Linked DNA regions of Canis lupus: all the other regions are linked to region 3. The links are chromatin contacts, called in public Hi-C maps. All regions are on one chromosome and are shown on one strand. Each heading gives the region's core, a stretch centred on a gene start, on an enhancer-like site or on the middle of the called end of the contact. The rest is flanking DNA. Distances are from core to core; before and after follow the strand shown. Region 1 overlaps SPRTN (DNA-dependent metalloprotease SPRTN). Region 2 holds the start of C4H1orf131. Region 3 holds the start of TSNAX (translin-associated protein X).

The links. A called contact is a pair of places that touch in the nucleus more often than the background predicts.
Region 1: a Hi-C map of liver shows a contact between it and region 3, with 4 times the contacts expected there. The contact joins the enhancer-like site here to the promoter of TSNAX in region 3. A contact is called at or near these places in 4 of 9 Hi-C or Micro-C datasets (amygdala, blood and liver).
Region 2: a contact with region 3 is called in a Hi-C map of blood, with 2.4 times the contacts expected there. The contact joins the promoter of C4H1orf131 here to the promoter of TSNAX in region 3. A contact is called at or near these places in 2 of 9 Hi-C or Micro-C datasets (amygdala and blood).

Annotation. Positions count from the first base shown.
Region 1 is chr4:8,497,781-8,500,480 of UU_Cfam_GSD_1.0, forward strand. The region is part of intron 4 of SPRTN (DNA-dependent metalloprotease SPRTN); the gene reads right to left. Among named protein-coding and RNA genes, the nearest start is that of SPRTN, 14 kb to the right of the region's middle. Within about 2 kb of position 1,376, at least 6 of the 20 cell types and tissues checked have an H3K27ac peak or open chromatin away from gene starts, as enhancers often do. A contact at or near this core is called in liver, where this site is marked.
Region 2 is chr4:8,567,913-8,570,612 of UU_Cfam_GSD_1.0, forward strand. C4H1orf131 reads left to right here and starts at 1,390. Exons shown (of 7, transcript XM_038533920.1): 1 at 1,390-1,520; 2 at 2,397-2,700. The coding sequence starts at 1,433. It overlaps GNPAT (dihydroxyacetone phosphate acyltransferase), which reads right to left and starts at 2,021. Exons shown (of 16, transcript XM_038533917.1): 1 at 1,859-2,021. The coding sequence starts at 1,879.
Region 3 is chr4:8,343,927-8,346,626 of UU_Cfam_GSD_1.0, forward strand. It overlaps TSNAX (translin-associated protein X), which reads right to left and starts at 1,257. Exons shown (of 6, transcript XM_038533908.1): 1 at 1,058-1,257; 2 at 464-568. The coding sequence starts at 1,073.

The sequences.
Region 1 (2,700 bases), core at 126-2,625, 150 kb after region 3:
CGAGTCCTGCATGGGGCTCCCTGTTCAGCAGGGAGTTTACTTCTCCCTCTGTTCCTCCCCCTGCTCACTGTCGCTCTCCCAAATGAGTAAATAAGAAATCTAAAAAAAATTTTTTTTCTAAACACCTGACCAACTCTTTCTCAACCCACCCTCTCCAGCCCTGACACAGCCCTTCTGCCCATTTATGTTACCCTTCAGAGAATCCATCAAAACACTTCTCAAATGTTCTCCACTGGCTTAGTCAACTTTCCAAGCCCTCCTCCTGCCCCCAGTGCACCACCCCGACCTGAATCAACACATGGGGGTGTTCTCCAGGACCACACAAACCAAAGTGTGCAACATGACACCACCTTCAAACTTCCACCTCCTTCTGCCATTTTACTCCTCACATCTTACTTTGTAAGATGTTCAGACGGAAGATGTTTTGTTCATTTGGAGCAGCTTAGTTCCCCCTGTAGACTGTGCTGGTCTAGCTCCAACCAACACCTTTCTTTGACTCCTTCGCTCTGCAAGCCCCTTTCCATCCTTCCTTACCAGGCTATCCTGACTCACTCTGGAAGACCCACTCGGACAGTGTCTCCTCCAGGGAACCTCCCCTCAAGTTCCCACAGCCCCCAGCAGAAACTAGTCAGGAGCTCTTTCTGTGTTCACTCCCCATCGAGGCTGTTTATAAATCCTGAGGACACGGATTGTCTTGTTTACCTCTTTGCCCCAAACCTTGTATAGTTTGGGCTCAAAAGCTGCTCACTTGCACGTAATTTGCTAAATTAAGAGACAGTGATCCTCTATGAAAGATGTAATTGCATATATTTTAGGTCATTTATCTATAAATACTAAATACTGTTTTTCAACTTCATATTTAAGAAGTTATCAAAACTTGTAAACACTCAACCAGATGAGCTAAATTTGAAGAGGACTGATAATACTGTGAAGACAGCTGAACAGCTGAAACTCTCCTACATTGCTGGCAGGAGGGCAAGCTGGCAGTATTTACTAAAGCTACACATGCACGTACCCTGGTGAGCCAGCACTCCAATCCTGGGTGGACGCCCAACAGAAACGAGGAAGCATGTTTTCAGCAGCAGTCTCCGTCACAGCCAGCCCCCGGTTGGAAATAATTCAGATGCCCGTTAATATTAGAATGGCTGAATAAACCCTGGCGTATTTGTACACTCAAAGCAACGACCTAGAATGAACTTCTACAGTGTGGCAACAGGGTAGTACTTCATGAAGTTAAAACCACACTCAAGCACCCCAGGGTGGCAGAGACGTAACAGAAACAGTGATTACCCTCAGGGGTTGTGGCTGCAGACTAGGAAGCGTGCGGACACGAATGCAGGAGGTGCACTGTTCCCTCCCTGACCCGAGGCTGCCGTCACCCAGGAGCACCAAGGCCAAGTTCACACAGAGGAGCTGGCACCTCGGGTAGGTGGAGGTCATGTCGCAACATAGCTCAGGAGAAAGAAAACCTGTGAATTCAACTCTTGGGACCAGGCCAACATGCTAGTGGTACAGCCATGAGAAAGTGAACGGACGAAAGGATCTTGGTCTCTGCCACAACACAGTAAGAATGTTTTTAAAAAGAAATTACTTTTTAAAATGCACAAATGGTATTCCTTTTTATTTTAACGGTTACAACTTTGGCTTAAGGTTCATAATACTGTTTCCAGACAGTGTTCCACTGTTAACATAAAAGAGGCTGTTGTGATGTGACTTACACCAGCTCCTTAGCAGGTGAACCACTCATCTGGCTACATCTTGAGAAAACCACTCAACTCTGGCCTACAGGATTGCAGGAGTAGTCGTCTAAAACGTTTATTTGACTATATTCCTTCTATGCTTTAACCTAAAACCAGCTGCCACCTTTTAGTGATGACAGAAATAAAATTCTTGGAGATGTATAAAATATATTTCCTGCTGAGATTAAAAAAAGAAACCAAAAAACAAAAAACTTTGAGTACCCTACAACAACTGATATACTTTGTCCTCGAAATTGTAATTTTGGCCAATGTTTAGCTTCAGTTCTATGACTGAGTTTTAATATGAACAAAGAAATACTCAGTTTAACCAAATACCTGTCAGGATTCCAATGTATTTTGAGGAAAGGTATATAAATAAAAAGATTAACAGATTTAAATGCAATTTAAGAGCAAGGAAGAACATAAGTATCTAAAAACTATACATGTACACATGCAGAACAAACTCTGAGCTACAGGATACACAAGGCAAAAGTGAATATAGCACCTTTCGACATAGAATATTTTCCATTGCAACCTCATGTATATATCTATAAAATAGAACTACATTAAAACCTACAAATCTTCATGTTCACCAGAACTTCCTGAGTGGCTGACACTATGTTAGCAGGGTAATATAGGTGGCATGTGACACCCATTTGTCTTTCAAAGACTTCTTCAACTTTTGACTTTGATGCTACCACCTTCAAGGCACCAGTCCAAGTGCTCATTAATCTGAGACTCCAACACTTCATTCTGACAAACAGGACAATCGACCATCCTGTTCTGGCTGGATGCACTGCTGGAATCCTGAGTTGCAGCTGTAGGATGTGAACTCCACTTTGGATCATTTCCACCACTTTGTACTTGCTCTTTCTTGATAAAAAAATTGTCAAAAACAGTCTTGTCTTCTAGCCTGGGTCGTTTACTTGGGAGTTTCTCCTCAGGCCCACTCACATCCTGG
Region 2 (2,700 bases), core at 140-2,639, 220 kb after region 3:
GACAGCAATTACAAACCCAGAGCTCTCCACATCAAGGAAAGAGAAGTTTCCCCAAGTTCCAAAGAATACTGGTGTCCCAATGTGAAGGTAGCCCTCTATATCGCTTCTTTTGAAACTGAGATTTTTGTTTACCTTCTCTTGTCTTTTTGCTGCTGTGATCTTCCTACACAAATTAATACTGTATTTAAGTCAGAGACTGCCACTAACCTGGACACAGTAACGTGCTTTTAAAATGTATTCTTTTAATATCCCTGTAGACATAATTTAGTGGTTAAAAAAAAAAAAAAGATCAGTTGCCCCACAATTGTGCAATTTTGAGAACTACAAACCGTTTACCTCATAATTTCTTCACATAAATTGTGAGTGACCAACATTCCGGTGGCAAAAAAGATCGGTGAAAATCGGGAGGGGCGTAGGGGTGCGGGGGGCCGGGAGGCAAGCTGTGGAGAGGCTGGGTGGCCTCTCGGAAGATGCCTGTCTTCCGAAATGACTACTGCAAAAAGTACGGATGGAAGACAAAAACGCAATAAAAATTTCCGGAAGTTCCAAATCTTCCTAGATTAAAGACTTTCCGTCTTTCGAATCCTATGCCCACATGCAAGCCCAACACTTTTCTCCCAGGACCGCGGCAGCAGCAGGGCGGGGCGGGGCGGGGAGCCGCAGGCTGATGCCTCTGCCGCCGGGTCGGACCCGCAGGTCTCTCGGGTTTACCCGAAGGCTGGCCCTCGCCAGGGGCGGAACGGTCCATTCTCGCGTCGCGTTCCGGTATCGGGGGCTCTCTGAAGGCCCCGTGCCTGGCGGAGGGTACGAGAAGGAATGAGTGGAAAGGAACCACCGGAGCCACCACCCATAGAAACTTCTAAAAGCGCACACACACTTACACACGCACCGATACCCCGTTGCCTTGGAAACCAAGTCAAGCACCCAACCCCTCCCGCGCGGCCCCGGAACCCACTCTCGGGAGCCGGGGGGCCGGAGGGGTCGTGGCCCGCAGGAGGCCGGGGCCGGGCGGGTGGAGTCCTCTCCGGCGGCCCCGCCCCGGGCCTCTTTCCCCTGGGCGCCTACCGAGTAGAGGAGCACGACAGCGCCGGGACTGGCGGAGCCGACGGAGAAACGGGAGTTAGAGGAGCTGGAAGAATCCATGGTGCGGCTGCCGTCCCGGGCGGGGCCTGACATTCTTTGCTAGGCGGTGGTGGTGCTGCCGCTGCTGGGGGCGGTTCTTCCGCGCAGGGCGGCCCGACCTCGCCTGGGGCGGCGGCACCCTCCGCTGCCGCTCCGCAGGACCCCGGGCGCCGCCATCTTAACTAGGACGGAAGCCGCGCCGGGACCTGCGACGCGCGCGCTCGCGCACCGCGTCGGAAGTCGGAAGTGCGGGCCGCGCGAGGCGCGGGTGTCGGCGGGCTCGGGGCCTGAGCGCGGCGGGGCGGCCCGCATGGCTCAGGAGCCGGGGCCGGGGGCCCGCGCGCCCGCCGGTTCTCGGGCCCTCCTGGACGCCCTGCTCCGGAACCTCTACGACTTTGGTGAGTGCGGGGCCTCGGCGCCCACGTGGAGAGCGGACTGGGCCGCCCTGGGCGTTCAGGCTAAAGGTTCCCGCAGGCTGAGCAGCCCCAGCGCCTCCGACCTGGGTCCCCGGATGGGTCCGGCACACACCGCTGCGGTGATCGGGCTCTGTTACCCAGGGATCAGACACCCGAGTCGTCCCTGTGTGTGGGCGCCAAGGGGCCCGTCTAAGCACGGCGATGCGCGCGGGGCCTGGGCTCCCGGAACAGCCCACCCTGTCAGTCTCGCGGCCCGCTGGGCAGCCCGCCCTCCCGGCGCCACCCTCCCGCCCCGCGTGCCCCCGGGGCGTCGGCACCACCTTGTCTCGGCCCAGCTCCATCCTTCAGGGTGCCTCTCCGCAGACTTCTTAGATGATTTCACGTAAAGCTTTTCACAGCCTTTTCTAATACCAAGCTGGCCAGTCTGTGCTCTCCTTCAATCTGGCCTGGGGAAAAGGAAATAGAAAGTTATTACAGATTGGCAGCCGCCTGGCACTTCAGCCAGAAGGCGGTTCCACGCGTTCTGAGAACCTGCTCCACGTCAGAGGACATCCCTTGTACACACAACGCAGAGAGCCAAGGCATTAGGGACTTTAAGGAGCAAACATTTCTTAAATTTGTAACCTGATACTGCAAGATCTGTTTTAGCGTGGAGCCATTGGTCGAAATTCTGAGCTTGCTTAAACAGTAAAAAATAATTGTGCAACTACAGCCCCATTTGAAGAAAAATAAAACTTTTTTTTCTTTGTATTTCTGGGTGCGGATAGCCCTGGCTCGCACCTAAGCGCATTCATGTGATTTAACGATTTGATAAAACCAAAGCGATTTATTTTTTCCACTCTGCGTTTGAACAAACAGGAGAAACACAATATGAAGCAGAACAGAAAAGGAGCAAAAAGAAAGGAGAAAACAAGAAGAGAGATGCTGGGACCCCAGCGGCAGTGACAGGAGAGCCAGCTCCCCTACCTGGTTCTCTTGTAAGAGGCCAAAGGAAGAGTGCTTCCAGCTTCTTCAAGGAACTCCAAGAAGAGCTGCAGTGCACTCCTGCTGTGACCCCCGCAGAACCCCCTTCAGGACCAGAAGTCCCTTGTGCTGCAGCATCACCCTCAACCCTGAAGAACAGCAGGGAGCAAGTAGAAGTGATAGAATTTCACAGCAGGAA
Region 3 (2,700 bases), core at 7-2,506:
AATCCCACGTCGGGCTCCCGGTGCATGGAGCCTGCTTCTCCCTCTGCCTGTGTCTCTGCCTCTCTCTCTCTCTGTGACTATCATAAATAAATAAATAATTAAAAAAAAAAACACAAAGTGAACTAATTAAATCTATATGTATACATACAGCTGACAGATCTATATCGCTGATACATATTTGTATGTCGGGGACGCAGTAATTTTTAGTGATGTGGCATTTCTGATGCTAATATTTACCTGTAGAACCCTTACAGGAAAAAAAAAAAAAAAGCCAACACCTGAGTACCCTCGACTTTAATGGCAGACCCAGCACCACAGCTAACCTCTGGGGGAAGAAGGTACAAGGGTCACACCGGCACAGCTCACGTCCTAACGGTGTGTGCAGCACAACATGCCTAAACGCTCCTTGCTACCACCTCTCTCGCTCTCTTCCCTTCGCCAACCTCCATGACAGAAAACTTACATTTGAAGGCCAACATCACAGGTGAAGATGAATTAACATCCTTCCCTTCTCTTCTCTGGTTATGTGGGAAATTGTCGTGCTTCCTTTTCCTGAACCCTCCTGATCCTTACGTAGAGAAGGAGAAAACAGTTGGGTAGGGCTTTTGCACCAGAGCTGGCCCCTGCCTCGCTCTCACACCCGCGCCCAGGGGCCCTGGCCCGAGACGCTTGCTCGCTTGCTCGCTTGCTCGGCCGACTCACGCAGCAGCAGCCCTGCCTTTTTATTCCCCCCACCCCCACCCCCGCCCCCACCCCCCAATCCTAAGCTCACCTCACCCGGGGCCTCCACCAGTGGCTTTCCTGATCTGGCACAAGGTGGAGCAATGACCAAACTAAAATCAAAGACACAGCTCGAGGATTTAAGAAATGGCCAGGTGTGCATAGGCCCGAGGTGGCCAGGAAATCTCCGGGGCCGCCCCTCCCCCCCACCCCGCCCCCGAGCCTGCATGGGGAGAGGGCAATCCCTCAAGCGGGAAGCGAAGTGGAAAATCCGACAAAAAGGAGGGAGATCCTCCCCCTTTGAATAAAGAACGCCCAGGGCCGCCGAGGACGCCACCTTCTTTGCTGCTCATGTCGTCACGGCCTACGGCGAGATGAGCGGAGACCCAAGGCCTGCGAGCCAGCGGGGTGCGTAAGGTGCTGGCCGAAGAGCCTGCCGAGGAGCCCTCCGCGGCCGGCCGACGTCGACGCACTGGCCGGAAGCGCACGCCCGCAGCCACTCACGCCTCTCCCTCCGTCCTCGCACACTTCCGGCCTGCGCCCCGGCCCCGCCGCCGCAGGCTCCGCCCCGCGCGCCCCGGGGCTCTCGCGCCCGCGCGCCGTCGTCCCGGCTGCCCTCTGCTGTGCCTGAAGACAAAGCGAACTCTACAGGCCTCACTGCGCTTCCATCAAAACGGATGATGGAAGCGAGGCCTGTGTGAAGATGGAAAAACGGCGGGAGGTGTTCGTGATTTTTTTTTTTGTTTTTCCTCAAGGCACTTTGGGAACACCCCCGCGTTCCCTTCGCGTGGACCCAGCCTTCCGCGCGGGGAGTGATGGGGGTTGTAGTTCGCCCGCCGGAGTCAGCCCCTTGCTGCTCTCCCGACCTGGCTGTGAGGAGGGAGCGAGCCGTCCATCGCCTACGGGAGGGTCTTCTCAGGATCCAGGCCGAATCTTACGGAGCTGGGAGTTTAAACTTTCCATTCCTGGCTGTGGGGCCAGCAGGCAAAGTGATGGGGAGACACGAATCAGTGAGCAGGCGGCCTTGGCGTTCGGACGAAGGTAAAGCCCGCCCTCTGTGCTCCGCCCCGGGCCCTCGCCTGTCATCGCCTTCTGCACCGCGGCCTCCGCGCGCTCGCTGCGCTCGGCGTCCCCTGGCCCCGCGGGGCTGGGTGACCTCGAGGGCAGTTAGCCACTGTCCTCAGTTTCTTTACCTGTGAAACAGGGATGGAATACTACCTGCGTCATACGCTTAGTCGAGGGCCAAATGAGTTAATACTAAAGTTCATAGAAGAGTGTCCTTTCGCATAGTACCTGCTCGATTAAATGTTAGCTTTCAGGGGCACCTGGGTGGGGCAGCGGTTCAGCGTCTGTCTTCGGCTCAGGTTGGGATCCCAGAGTCCTGGGATGGAGTCCCGCATCCAGCTTCCCGCAGGGAGCTGCTTCTCCCTCTGCCTGTCTCTGCCTCTCTCCCTGTGTCTTTCGTGAATAAATAAAATCTTTTTTTTAAAAAAGAGAATATTAGCTTTCATACCCTTCTCCCAACCTCACGCTCCAAAAAAGAGAGAGAGGTTGGTAATAACAGGCTAACAGGTGCGCACAACTAAGTTGTGAGCTTTTTATTTGGGGCAGGTACTGCCATATCTTATTAGATTATATATTTATATATATATATATACATATATATATGATTTTATTTATTCGTGAGAGAGAGAGAGAGGTGACCTGAGCCAAAGGCAGGCGCTCAACCACTGAGCCACCCAGGTGTAGGCCTTCCAACCTTTTATAACCTCCCACCCGCGCCTCCGGGATCCACAGCTCTTGTAAAGCCGCTATAAGTGTTTGTTCAAGGATGAGGTTCCCATCGCCAAGATGGGTAACGAAGTAGCAATCCAGCATCTTCTAGGTATAAACTCAGGGTAGGGCTTTGGCAAATTGGGTGGCGTAGGCCGAGTGGGGAAAACACAAGTATGTTTTATTACACTTTCTCTGAATATCTCC